2 separate regions of the Rattus norvegicus genome follow, and region 2 is linked to region 1. Evidence: chromatin contacts called from public Hi-C data. All regions are on one chromosome and are shown on one strand. Each heading gives the region's core, a stretch centred on a gene start, on an enhancer-like site or on the middle of the called end of the contact. The rest is flanking DNA. Distances are from core to core; before and after follow the strand shown. Region 1 holds the start of Mst1r (macrophage stimulating 1 receptor). Region 2 holds the start of Amigo3 (adhesion molecule with Ig like domain 3).

What was found. A called contact is a pair of places that touch in the nucleus more often than the background predicts.
Region 2: a contact with region 1 is called in a Hi-C map of Schwann cells, with 10 times the contacts expected there. The contact joins the promoter of Amigo3 here to the promoter of Mst1r in region 1. A contact is called at or near these places in 12 of 12 Hi-C or Micro-C datasets (the A7r5 cell line, the Rat2 cell line, Schwann cells and 7 more).

Annotation. Positions count from the first base shown.
Region 1 is chr8:117,473,423-117,479,590 of GRCr8, reverse strand. It overlaps Mst1r (macrophage stimulating 1 receptor), which reads right to left and starts at 3,623. Exons shown (of 20, transcript NM_001412199.2): 1 at 2,150-3,623. The coding sequence starts at 3,385.
Region 2 is chr8:117,616,069-117,622,263 of GRCr8, reverse strand. It overlaps Amigo3 (adhesion molecule with Ig like domain 3), which reads right to left and starts at 1,765. Exons shown (of 1, transcript NM_178144.1): 1 at 239-1,765. The coding sequence starts at 1,765. The coding sequence ends at 239. Rnf123 (ring finger protein 123) reads left to right here. Exons shown (of 39, transcript NM_001191580.1): 36 at 2,559-2,701; 37 at 2,832-2,926; 38 at 3,019-3,104; 39 at 3,184-3,488. The coding sequence ends at 3,304. It overlaps Gmppb (GDP-mannose pyrophosphorylase B), which reads right to left and starts at 5,859. Exons shown (of 9, transcript NM_001108781.2): 1 at 5,502-5,859; 2 at 5,314-5,394; 3 at 5,178-5,226; 4 at 4,896-5,038; 5 at 4,544-4,702; 6 at 4,383-4,461; 7 at 4,183-4,310; 8 at 3,917-4,099; 9 at 3,227-3,834. The coding sequence starts at 5,630. The coding sequence ends at 3,703.

The sequences.
Region 1 (6,168 bases), core at 2,374-4,873:
TCAACCTAAATATACTCTGCTGAGGGTAAGGGGCTAAGGATGCCCCACCTCAAGGCTGGGATGTTGCTCAGCGGTTGAACACTTCTATATTCAAGGCCATGGGTTTAATATTTAGTAATAAAAAAAAAAAGAGAGACTGGGGCTGGAGAGATGGCTCAGTGGTTAAGAGCACTGACTGCTCTTCCAGAGGTCCTGAGTTCAATTCCCAGCAACCCACATGGTGGCTCACAACCATCTGTAATGAGATCTGATGTCCTCTTCTGGTGTGTCTGAGGATAGCTACAGTGTACTCATGCACATTAAATAAATATTAAAAAAAAAAAAGAGAGAGAGAGAGAGAGACTGATTTACACCAGGCCTGGTGTTGCCTGTGATACCAGCATTTGAGAGATGGAAGCAGGAAAATCTTGAGTTCAAGGGCAACTTCAAGGCTAGCTTTAGCTATATAGCAAATCCTGTCTCAAAAAACAAAAACGTACAACAACAACAACAACAAAAGCTGAAGATAATACCCTGTGGTAGAGGCTTAGCGTGTGTGAGGCCCTGGATTTGGTCTTTTAAGTTCTAAAGAAAAATGACTTTTCACTGCAACACTGGCCGTAAATTTTACAGCCCCACTAATGGAAGCTGGAAACGAATGAGTCAAGGGTATCGCAGCCATGGCCAGGCTGTGGCACAGGCCCAAGAACCTCACTCCTCCAGAGGCTGAAGCAGGAGGATTAAAAGTTTGAGAATGGATTGGGCTTAGAGAATGAGTTCAAGGCCAGCCTGGGTGACTTTAGTGAGACTGTTTCAAAATTAAAAATTATAAAGGCAGAGAGGAGAGGGGGTGGAGATGTAGCTCAGTGGGAGAGCATTTGACCAGCAGGTGAGAGGCACTCCTAGTATGGCCAATAGGGTTGTTGGGGGCAGACGGTGTGTGTGTGTGTGTGTGTGTGTGTGTGTGTGTGTGTGTGTGTGTGTGTGTGTGTGTTGGTGGTGGGGAAACAAAAACTTGTCACAGCAGAACCAAGGGTCCCTAGTTCCTAGTATGGCCAATAGGGGTGTTGGGGGCAGACGGGTGTATGTGTGTGTGTGTGTGTGGTGGGGAAACAAAAACTTGTCACAGCAGAACCAAGGGTGGCCAGAGACTCCAAGAATGTGACTGTGAGCTAGATCATCAGAAGGTCCCGCTCATCCAAAGCTCCATTCAACTTCTTCCATTAACCTTTCAATAGTCTTAGGTGATACTATCTGAATGGCTTCAAGGAGGTAGTTTTCATTAAGCCCTTAGCCCCTCAAAGTAGCATTTTAAAGACATTCTGTTTACTGTTTGTTTCTTCTGTTCTTTCCTGACTTGCTACACAACCAGCCAAGAGACCTCCTACCTGGGGCAGGGACTTGGCTACAGTGACAAAAGTCTGGGGTGGACTGACTCCAACTGTCTCCTCCCACGCCTTTATTCATCCTCAATTACTTATCGTTGCTTGCATAAGACTGGGGTGAGGCTTCCCAGAACTTTCTAGTGCCAAGCTAAAATGGTCTTTCCACTATGTCCCAGACTTTTCCTGTAATGACTGTGTGGAGAATGGGTTAATGAACCACAGATCATACTGGCTCCCTAACAAGCCCTCAGACTTCCAGGGCTCCCTGGAATCCTATGGGGGTATGTGTGCGAGGAGGAGTTCTCTGGCAACCCTGCTAAGCCCTCTCTGCAAAGCAGAGCAAAACAGTACCTTCCCAGGAAAGTGAAACTGTGTTGTCAAGCAGCTGTGAACAGTTGTGTTCCTGAGACTCTGCCAATGTGTTTTTGGCTTTGTATATATTTTTCTCTGCGTCCCTGAGGGCCTGGGAGGTGGACAGGTTGGAGGGGATGCCTATCCTTTAACCTGGGATTTGGAAATTGTGCTGGCAGAGGTAACTGATGTAAGCTCCTCCTCACACAACCACGGAAACCACCTTAAAGAGTCAGGTGGCAGGAAGGGTGACAGCAAACTGAAGCAATAGGGATCAGCCTCCTGCACTGGGCAAGCTTCCGGGATGGCTGTTAATTCGTGTGCCTTACCCCACTGCCTTCTCCCACCCAGGCCCTTTCAGAGACAGCAAGGAAATGACCTGTATTCAGCCCCACAGGGTACTCACAGGTCAGGGGCCCGCTCTTTCTGCTCACCGGATTAGGACAAAAACTAGGCGTCTGGAAGAAGTCAAGGCCTCTCCTCCTCGTCAAGAGAGAAGAATTAGAAGGGTGACAGCAACGTTCTACCCCCTCTTCAATCAGGTTGTCCAGGTGGTTAATGGGGAAGGCACACACAACAGAGTTGGGGCCAGAGCTACTGTCCTTGACAGCCACAAAAACCCCAAAAAGCACTTCCTGGCCCTCTGAAATGCTCAGGTCCAAAGCCAGTTTGGCGTCCACTGGAGCAGAGTGGGCTGCCTGAAGCACTTGGTAGGCCTGTAGACTCTTTGGGGCTCCACTGCGTCGACGGCGTTTAGGTGCAAAGTGACAGTCCAAGACCAGCTCCCGGTAGTCACCAATCTCTGGCTCTATAGCATTGAGCCGGACCAGACGCGTTTGCAAGGCACTGGGAGGGCTTCTGACATCCATGGGTTGTACAGTCAGAAAGTAGACAAAGTCTCCTGAGTGGAAGCTATGAACGTATTTGATGAGGTAGGAGGCCAAATATTTGGGCAGCACAGACAGCGACGGAAAACCTGGTTGGAATCCAGACGTATCAGACTTTAAACGACGGATGGACACTGAGCGTGGGCTAAAGCTAGCGGCCAACTCTGGGTCTAGTGAAGATGCCACATAGAAGTAGGAAGCATGGCCCTGCTCCACCACGGTCACACGAGTGCCCAGGTGGCTAGCTACACAGTCAGTGCAGGCCTCAGGCTTGTTATTGCTTGCTGAGAAGAGGCAGGCTGGAGCTGCTAAGTGCAAGGCTTCCCCCTGAGGCTCCAGCTCATGCAGGAAGCAGCGGCCCTGTAGGGTTGAGCCGCAGCTGACCAAGGCTGGCAAACCCGGCTCCATCACTAGCACCAATGTGTCTGTGTCGTTTGGTGGTCCATGAGGGCCTGGACCACAGCTCGCACAAGTCTGGCAGCCAGGGTCCCCAATAGGGCCAGTGGTCAGGCTCTCTATATACTGCAGGTCAGGCCCAAGCACGTGCAGGCGATTGCGTATGGCCACAAACACCGCACTATTTTTACTGTCCTCGTAGACTGCCGTGGCCTGTACCCGGCCTCCCGCGGAGAAACTGGGGACCACGTACTTAACACTGAAGTCTCGGGAGGCTGCGAAGGGTATTCGTGGGCACTGCCAGTCCAGGTTGGTAGACGCCTCCGGCAACCGCAAAAGAAGCATCAGCAGTAGAGAGGCCTGTAGCAGCGGCAGAAGCAGCCCCATTGAGCTGGGGCCTCTTGGGAATCCCAGAAGGTCCAGGACTTGATTGAACCAGACTCTGGGTCCGAGCTGAGACCAGCGTTAAGCAGCGGCACTGAAAGCTCCTTGGCAGCTGACCCACTGCCCTGGTCCCTGGCAAACCCAACTTTTCTCTCTGCCCTGTGGTCTGAGCACCTGGCTGTGGACTCACGGGCACGACAATGGCACGATCACTTCACCTGGGGCCCCAGCTGCTGCTTCTAGCTGCCGCTGCCGCAGCTACTTGGATCAAAGTCGAAGAGAGGTGGGCCCTGTGGGTGCGGCAGGATTGGGGGTGGGGCTAGGGCGGAGCCCTGTTGGAGGCCCTGCTTTCTTTCCAGCTCCGTCTGACTCTTTTCAGCTGTGAGAAGGCTGTTGTAGTGACTAGGGAAGGGGTATTCCTACACCATCCTATTCCCCCATAATCCACCTGGTTGAGGTTAGAACGCTGCAGGACAATCTGGCTCCTTGAACACCGTCAGGCACCAGTCCATCATGTGGGGAACGGAGACCAGGAATACACAAGACAGAGTGATGTGGGGGGCTCCAAAAAGGAAATCATCTTTCCATGTGCCCATTTTTGAGACGTGTCAGGGGAAGGTGTGTTGTGTTCTGTCTGCCAAGAGCCATAGGGTTAATGGAGTCTGACACACACTCCGCCCCCTTTCCCGGGGAGGGGAGGGCATAATAGTTAGAGGCAACTTCTGTGAAGACCTAGCCCTCTGGCTCTAATCCTGTCACTGTGGCCCCAGGATGTGAAAATCGTATATAAGACAGGAGGGGAGGGTGACGGTGGTAAATGCCTCTCCTCCAGTGTCCCCATATGGGAGAGGGCACCTCTATGATTTCCAGGACACCTCTGATCTGCTCCGAACCCTGCTTTGTGGGCACGATGTCTCTGAAACGAGATGTAGTTCTAGTTGGTTGGAATTCAGAGCCCCGGGGTTGGGGATTTAGCTCAGTGGTAGAGCGCTCGCCTAGGAATTCAGAGCCCTCTTTCCAGGATGGGTTAGTGAGAGAGTCTCCCTTACTTGGGCCTCAGCCGCTGTCTGGTGGCAAGAGGACCTTCTTAATACCTGAGGAGGAAGAGGTATTCTTAGCCAGGCAGCTTCCTTAGTTAGTGAACCTGGGCTCGAGAGGACTCTTCACAGGGTGGCCATAGGCAGTTGTGAGTCCCAGGGTAGCAGAGGACAAGAGAGCTGGGGAGGGAGGAGTTTAACAGGATTCAGTCTGGCCTGGGGAATTCTACCTTTTCTACTCCCCACCCAGGACAAACTTCACCGCCTCCTTCCCCTTTCTAACATGGCCTTAGTGAATGCCTCATCTCCCCTTCGTCCTGTCAGAGTTGAGATGGTATTATCCTAGGATGACTATTTTTTGTTTGTTTTGTTTTGTTATTTAGAGACAGAGTTTCTCTGTGCAGTCCTGGCTGTCTTGGAGCTCACTTTGTAGACCAGACTGGCCTCGAACTCAGAGATCCACCTGCTTCAGCCTTCCAAGTAGGACTAAAGGTGTGTGCCATCGTGGCCAGCTTCTTTTTTTTTTTTTTTTAAGATTTATTTATTATATATCAGTACACTGTTGCTGCCCTCAGACACACCAGAAGAGGGCATGAGATCTCATTACAGATGGTTGTGAGCCACCACGTGGTTGCTGGGACTTGAACTCAGGACCTCTGGAAGAGCAGTCAGTGCTCTTAACCACTGAGCTCTCTCTCCAGCCTCCCAGCTTTTTTTCTTAAAGCATCATTTAAAACCATCAAAAAAAAAAATATGGAACACTTCACAGATCTGTGTGTCATCCTTTTTTTTTTTTTTTTTTTTTTTTGGAGCTGGGGACTGAACCCAGGGCACTAGGCAAGCGCTCTACCACTGAGCTAAATCCCCAACCCCCCCTGTGTGTCATCCTTGCACAAGGCCATGCTAATCCTCTCTGTATTGTATAAAAGAAGGCCTTTTATATCCAGCCTTCGGAAGAAGCATCTCAAGGGCCACCAAGAGCTTGGGCTTAATGCATGCTCCCAATACAGTTTGTGCTCTTCCTCCATCCCCAGGGTAGGACGGCCCAGCCCAGAAATAACTAAATAACCCAAAGCCAGCCATGGCACCCTTCCAGCATTCCATAGTCAACATGTCTAAAGATAGTCATGCAGAGAAAACTGAAATACGCTCCACACAGCGTCCAGACAGGGGCTCTTGTGAATGTTGTCTTTCCTCCAGAGATTGTGAGACATTTCTGGGCACTGCGGGTAGACCTAACACATTTGGATGGCTTTGACCAATCCACTTGGCCGTAGGAGTGGCCATTAGTGGTTCTCTGCTGCCATCGTGTGGCCATGATGGTGTCTGCACCCCAGGACAAAGCTCCACTGCGGGTAGATAGGTTTCTCAACTGTGGAGCCCCCAGGAGAATCCCTTTATTATTTTTTTATCTGTTGGTTAGATAAAGGCCTTCAAGGTGGACACGAGGCCCTGCACTCTCCTAAGGTAAGCTCATTGGGTTTGGTCTATCGCTGGCTTAGGGCTTAAACTACTCTGGCGTCTGGCGTCTCTTCTCACCCCTAAGGAATGCTATCCACTTTGCCTTCTATGGGCTCAGGCCTCTCTGAACACCTCAGGTTAGGACTAGTTTCTTTCTCCAACCCAGAAATCACACTAGTGAAATAGGGGGTTTCACTCTAACTACAATATGACCTCATCAGATTGCAGCTCTAAGGGACTTGCCTGCTGTAATTTTATCTGGAGGTTGAAAAATCCCTGGACTTGTGG
Region 2 (6,195 bases), core at 516-3,015, 140 kb before region 1:
TGAGGTCCTAGGGGAAGCAGGCTGTAGTAGTCTGAGGCCTTGTCCTGAGCTAGGCAGAGCAAGAAGCAAGTGAGGGGGTCTCAACCCCTTTACCAGTGAGAAGAACTGTTCCAGTACAGATCACATGCAGTTGTGGAACCAGGCACAGTACGTCCCAGCAGCATGCCAGTTCTCTAGACCGCAGCAGCAACGGCAAGCAGCAGGAGGTCTATGGCCTGCGTGGGGACTCCCAGGCAGTCTAGCTCATCATGAGACCCTCTGAGCCTGTGGAACTGGCTGACTCAGAGCCAGCCTTGAGTTGCAAGCCCATGGGGTTGCACAGATCAAAGTCTTCAGCTACTGCTAGCTGCACACGGCCATTGAGGCCTTTCTTGCCCGGCTCCAGGAAGGCCACATGCTTGTGGACGCTGGCCTTGCGGCTGGGTGCATCTGGCGGTGTAGTGCTGAGCACCGAGGACTGTGCACTCAGCTCCTGGAGTGGACTGGATGCCCGGGGCCAGCAACGGTTGCGGCAGGCCCGCCGACAACAGCGACAGCAGCCACGACAGGGTGGTGCAAACAGGTAGAGCAGCACCAGCACCAGGCCCACGATACAGCCCAGCAGTGTGGTGAAGCCCGTGTTGAAAGCCTCCGGCTCGGGGCGAGGCTTATGTACACTCACATTGTACTCAAGCGTCTGGTTGTGGTGCAGGCGGGGCCCACTTGCCAGGCACACAAAGAGGCCTGCGTGCTGTTCTTGCACCCTGCCTATGGCTAAGCTGCCATCCGCCAACACAGCAATGCTGCCATCCTGGGAGCCTGGCGCGACCAGCAGCTCGTTTTTCGGGGAAACCCAGGCCACTCGTGCAGCAGGCACTGTGGTGTTGCAGAAGAGCCTCAGGGACTGGCCCACGTGTGTGTGCAGCTCTTCCTCGGGCAGCTCTAAGCCTGGAGCTGCAGCCACTGAGCAGTTCTTGAAGACCCGGCTGTGCTCGAAGAAGCGCACTCGGGATTCTGCCACCTTAAAGGCCAAGCATGTGTACTCACGTTCAAAGTCGTGCAGAGCACTTAGGCCCCGCTGGTGCCAGCGCCGGAGCAGGTGGTAGAGGCTGCAGTCGCAGGGCAGTGGGTTGTTGTGCAAGTAGAGCCGATTCTTGAGGAAAGTGGGCAGTGCAGCCAGTTCAGGGACGGAGACATGGCCCAGCCAGTTGGAGGAGAGGTCTAGAGTGCGTAGGCGGGTTAACCCCAGGCCGTGCAGGTGGTTGAAAGAGAAAGAGGAGAGTTCGTTGCAGCTGAGATAGAGGTGGCTGAGCATGCTCAGGCCCTGGAAAGCATCCAGGTCCAAGTGCATCAGGCGGTTATTGAACAGAAGTAACTTCTCCAGCTCCTCCAGTCCATCCAGGTCATAGGTACGGAGTCTCCTCAGCAGGTTAGAGGACAGATCGAGTATCCTCAGCCCACTGGCGTTAGTGAACACACCGCGGCCCAGGACATCCAACTTATTGTAGCCTAGGTACAAGGCACGCAGCCGGGAGAGGGGCGCCAGCCATCCTGGGTGCAGGCGTTTGAGTGCATTGTGGCTCAAATCAAGTTCTGCAGCAGTGGCAGGCAGTGCTGCCGGCAAGTCCTGTAACCCACGGCCCGCACAGCTCAACACATCGGCAGCACAGACACATTTATTGGGGCAGTTGTGGGGATCAGGGGGCAGAACACCCTCCAAATCTGAAGTGCCTGATCCAGCCCCCAACATGCACAGTAGTAGACCCAGTAGCACCAACCAGGCCATGGCAGTGACCACCAGAGAGGAGATGGGGACAGCTCAGTGCAGGTCAGTAGCTCCAAGACTCACCTACTTCTATACAGGCTGATCGTGGTTCCCTATGGCCCATTGCTTGAGAGGCACAATGCTGGCTCCACCTGCCCAGCCTGGCTTCTCCTGCTCTTCTGGTCTGGGGTTGTGAGGTGGGGCTGCAGCCCTTCTAGCTCCGCTAGCTTCTCCAAGAGCTTTCTGACTGGATCCTAAGTACTAGCTAGGAAATGACCGCTCAGGGGCGGGGACCCAAGTTCCCATTGGCTCCTGCTGTTAAGGGGTGGAGCAGCCATGTCCCTTGGCACTTGAGAAGCCAGTGTGACCAGCAGAGGGCTCCAGTGTCCCAGTTTGCTTGAATGGAAGCCTGACTTCCCTCTTGAAGAGCAGAAGGACTTAGGGGAGAATGTCTTCAGTTCTTGAAGGATTAGATTAGTGTATAATGGGGTAGGTGGAATCCTCACCCCTCCCCTTAGGTTTCCTTATTTGTGTGTACGTGGGTGCTCATGCAGAAGTCCGACAACTTGTGAGTGGTTTTTCTCCTATTCTGGGGAATCAGATTCAACTTGTCATATTTGGTAGCAAGCACCTTTCTCTTTAGACTGATATACAGGTCATGTGGGACCCAGAACTTGAAAGGGTTGGTAAGCAGTAAGGTGGGAAGAATGAAGGCATAATAATGAGACCCCTGGGGGGTCTCCTCTCCCCACATGGAGATAATTTCCATATAGGCTCAAAGCCTTCCTAACACCCATGCGCCCTCCCTATCCAGGACAGAGCAAGCCACATCTGTGCTCCTGGCTGATCCCTGCTTCCAGCTCCGCTCTATACGCTATCTCCTGGGGCAGCCAGAGCCCCTAGCACCTGGCTCCGCCTTGCCTGCCCCTGACCGGAAACGCTTCTCTCTACAGAGCTGTAAGTGGACCAGGGGTGGGTCAGGAAAGAGTTGCAGGATCCTCAATAGCAAATTCCCTGTCTGGGAGTATTCAAGAGGCACTGAGTTCTAGGACTACGGGGGTCCTAATTCTACCCACTACTAATCCAGATGCAGATTACATCAGTGCTGAGGAGCTGGCCCAGGTGGAACGGATGCTGGCTCACCTGACCGCGGCATCGGCCCAGGCAGCAGCTGCCTCCCTGGTGAGTGGGCATAAGAGGGGTACATGTCATGTTAATAATCTGTAAACACCAGGACAGGTGTGAGCAACCGGCCCCAACTCTTCACCCTGTAGCCCACCAATGAGGAGGACCTCTGCCCAATCTGCTATGCCCACCCCATCTCTGCTGTGTTCCAGCCTTGTGGTCACAAATCCTGCAAGTAAGTGGGCCCCATGGAGACAAATAGGTGGGGAGGCATGTGAGGACACACGGTAGCACTCCTCCCCTCCCCTCTGTAGAGCCTGCATCAACCAGCATCTGATGAACAACAAGGACTGCTTCTTCTGCAAAGCCACCATTGTATCTGTAGAGGACTGGGACAAGGCAGCCAGCACAAGTGCCACATCCTCAGCTGCCTAGGCTGTCCTGGAAACCCACCATCAGACGCAGTCCGAGTCCTATTTATGAGCTCCCTTGGCCCTGTCCCCATCACCCTCGCTCTTACCACTCCCACCCATCTGCCTGTGTGTGCATAGCCTCACTGGTGGGAGGGAGCCTGAGTCCAGTCCAGGCCACAGTGAGCATTAAATTATTATTCCCTTCAGCCCTGGCCCAGTGCTTCTTGAGGGAGTGGGGGCCTGTGTGCTATGCCCAGCAGGATCCTGTCCACTTCTGTCTCCACCAGAAGGTAGATGTCCAACAGCTTCAGAGCCATCCACTCCTCCCTATACAAGTGGCACCAAGTCCAGAGCCTTCTGAAGCACTGAGTCCTACCCTGCCAATGGTAAAGTGGGGGCTTGGCCAGCCCTGCATATCCTTCACATGATAATACGAGGTTCTGGCACCGACTCCCCGATAGACTTGTGGGGCAGCACGCTGGCTCCGTTGAGGTAAAGTTCATCATTAACTATGACATCCTCACCCAGCACTGTGACATTCTCCATGCGCACCTGGGGGTGGGAGACAAGCCTTGTTAATGGGGCACACGGATTCCCCTCTCCTGTGCCCACCCAGCCCAGCTCATAGACTTACCCATTGGCCTACACGGCAGCGCCAGCCCACGATGCATGACTCAAGCCAGGAATGGGAGCGGATGTGAGCATCACGAAGCACCGTGCACCGCCGGATGCACACGCCGTCCTCCACCACCACACCGGGACCCAGGCTCACATTGGGGCCAATGCTGCAGTTCTGACCGATACGGGCACTTGGGTCCTGAGAGTGTTGAGGAAAGCAAGAGTGGGTCATTTGTCTCCCAAATCTAAAAAGATCAGCGACAGGCTGGGCAAGGGCCTCACCACAAGCACATTCCCCACAACGCCAGGGCCTGAGTACAGTCTCTCTGGATGCTTCTGTCTCAGTGACTGTAGGAAGAGGCACATGCCAGTGAGGAAGTCCTTAGGCTGTCCAATGTCCATCCAGAAGCCTGCACAGAGAGACCAATCAGAGGGCTCTGCCCAGCCACAGACTACCCCTCACCCTACAGCCTCTGCCTCACCCTGCAGCTCCATGGCATATAGCTGCCCCTCCTTGGCCATAACTGGGAAGATCTCCTTCTCAATGGATGTAGGCTTCAGCTGTGGAAGTGGGCAATTTGTGAGCAGGCCACACACGAGAGGTTGCTGCGCCCAGCCCGCCCGGCAGCCCAATGCCACACACCTGGATGCGCTGCAGCACAGCAGGGCTCAGGATGTACATGCCTGCATTGATCTTATTGGACACAAATACCTGCGGCTTCTCAACAAAACGGTGAATGCGGCCTGTGTCAGCCTCGCACACCACCACACCGTACTTGGAAGGCTCTTCCACCTTGGTTACCTGAATACAGAGGTGGAGGATTAGTCCAGCAGGATTCCTTACCCTTGACACACATGCCTATCCCACATCTCAAAAGCTAGACCCCAAAGACATTCTGCACAGCTTTGCAGCAAAACAAGGGACAAGTGTAAGACTGGGGGTCAAGAGACTCGATATGAGGGTGGGGATGTCAGAGAAGGAAGTCTTCTCTTACCAAGATGGAGCCCTCTTGGCCATGGTGTCGATGAAACTGCACCATGGCTTGGAAGGGGAAATCACATATCACATCACTGTTGAGAACGAAGAAAGGATCGGCAGTCTCAGAGAGTAGGTCTCGGGCCAAGGCCAGAGGCCCAGCTAGAGAACGGGACAAGCCAAAGTTACCACCTTGCTAAAGGACTAGGTCCTTGAGTCCAGAGGCCCCACCCATCCATAGAGACTGGATAATAGCCCTTTACTGACCCTAAACTTTGCCAAGGGTCTTCCTTTTACTGACCTGTTCCCAAAGGCTCCTCTTCATGAGACATAGAGATTCGGATTCCAAGCTGGAAAGAAGAAGCCATCTGGTTATGTTCTTCCTCCAATAGTAGGAGCCCCGGGGACCTAAGGAAAGGGCTAAGTCCATGCCTCACCCTTTGCTCTTGTGCCTTCATTTCCTTCTCCAACATCTGTGACATGTAGCTCACTGCTAGGATCACATGGTCTACACCCGCCTGTCAAGACACAAATAAGGTGTGATGGTTGACTGGTGATATGAACACCCCTGGCCTCCCAGTCACTATCCATCCATCTTCCCGCCATAGCAGACCCACGGCCTTACCGCGGCAAGTGCCTCCACTTGGTGCAGCAAAATGGGCTTATTGCAGAAGTCCACCAATGGCTTCGGAGTGCTCAGCGTCAGCGGCCGCAACCGTGTCCCATACCCACCCACCAAGATCAGTGCCTTCATGGCGTCTGCAGATGATAGAAGTGGATCCCTCGGTCCAAAGTACTTACAGGCCGTCTGACCAACCCCTGCTGCGCACTCCCGCTGCCGTGCCCTGACTGCACCCTTCACCAGCTAGAGTGACCAACTCTGGTGTCACCTCGTCCGCCTGCTCTACCTTGATGTGGGGGTCTAGGGGCAGCCAGAACACAGGAGGAGGAGGAACTGGTTGGAGACCGGCTGGCCCGGAGTTCCGGCCGGAGGCGGCGCATCCAGTGACGTAACAGGGGCGAGCCAATCGGCTGTTAACTACGTGGCAGGGCCGCCCGCAGCCGATCGCCCAGGCTTTACGCTGCGGCAGACGTAGCCAATTGGATTTCCCACGCGCTGGACTGCCATGGGGACCCGGAGAACTCGCGAGTCAGAAGCCCATTGGCGGATCTAAAGGCGGAACGGAAAAAGCAAGCTTAACTTCCTATCGGAACCCGGTCCGCCACGCGGCAGCTGCCATCCGCCCCGCCCCTCCCCTCCCTCAAAATCCACTCCGGGTCCGCCCTGATGACTCCGCCCTCAATACTTGCTCTGACCC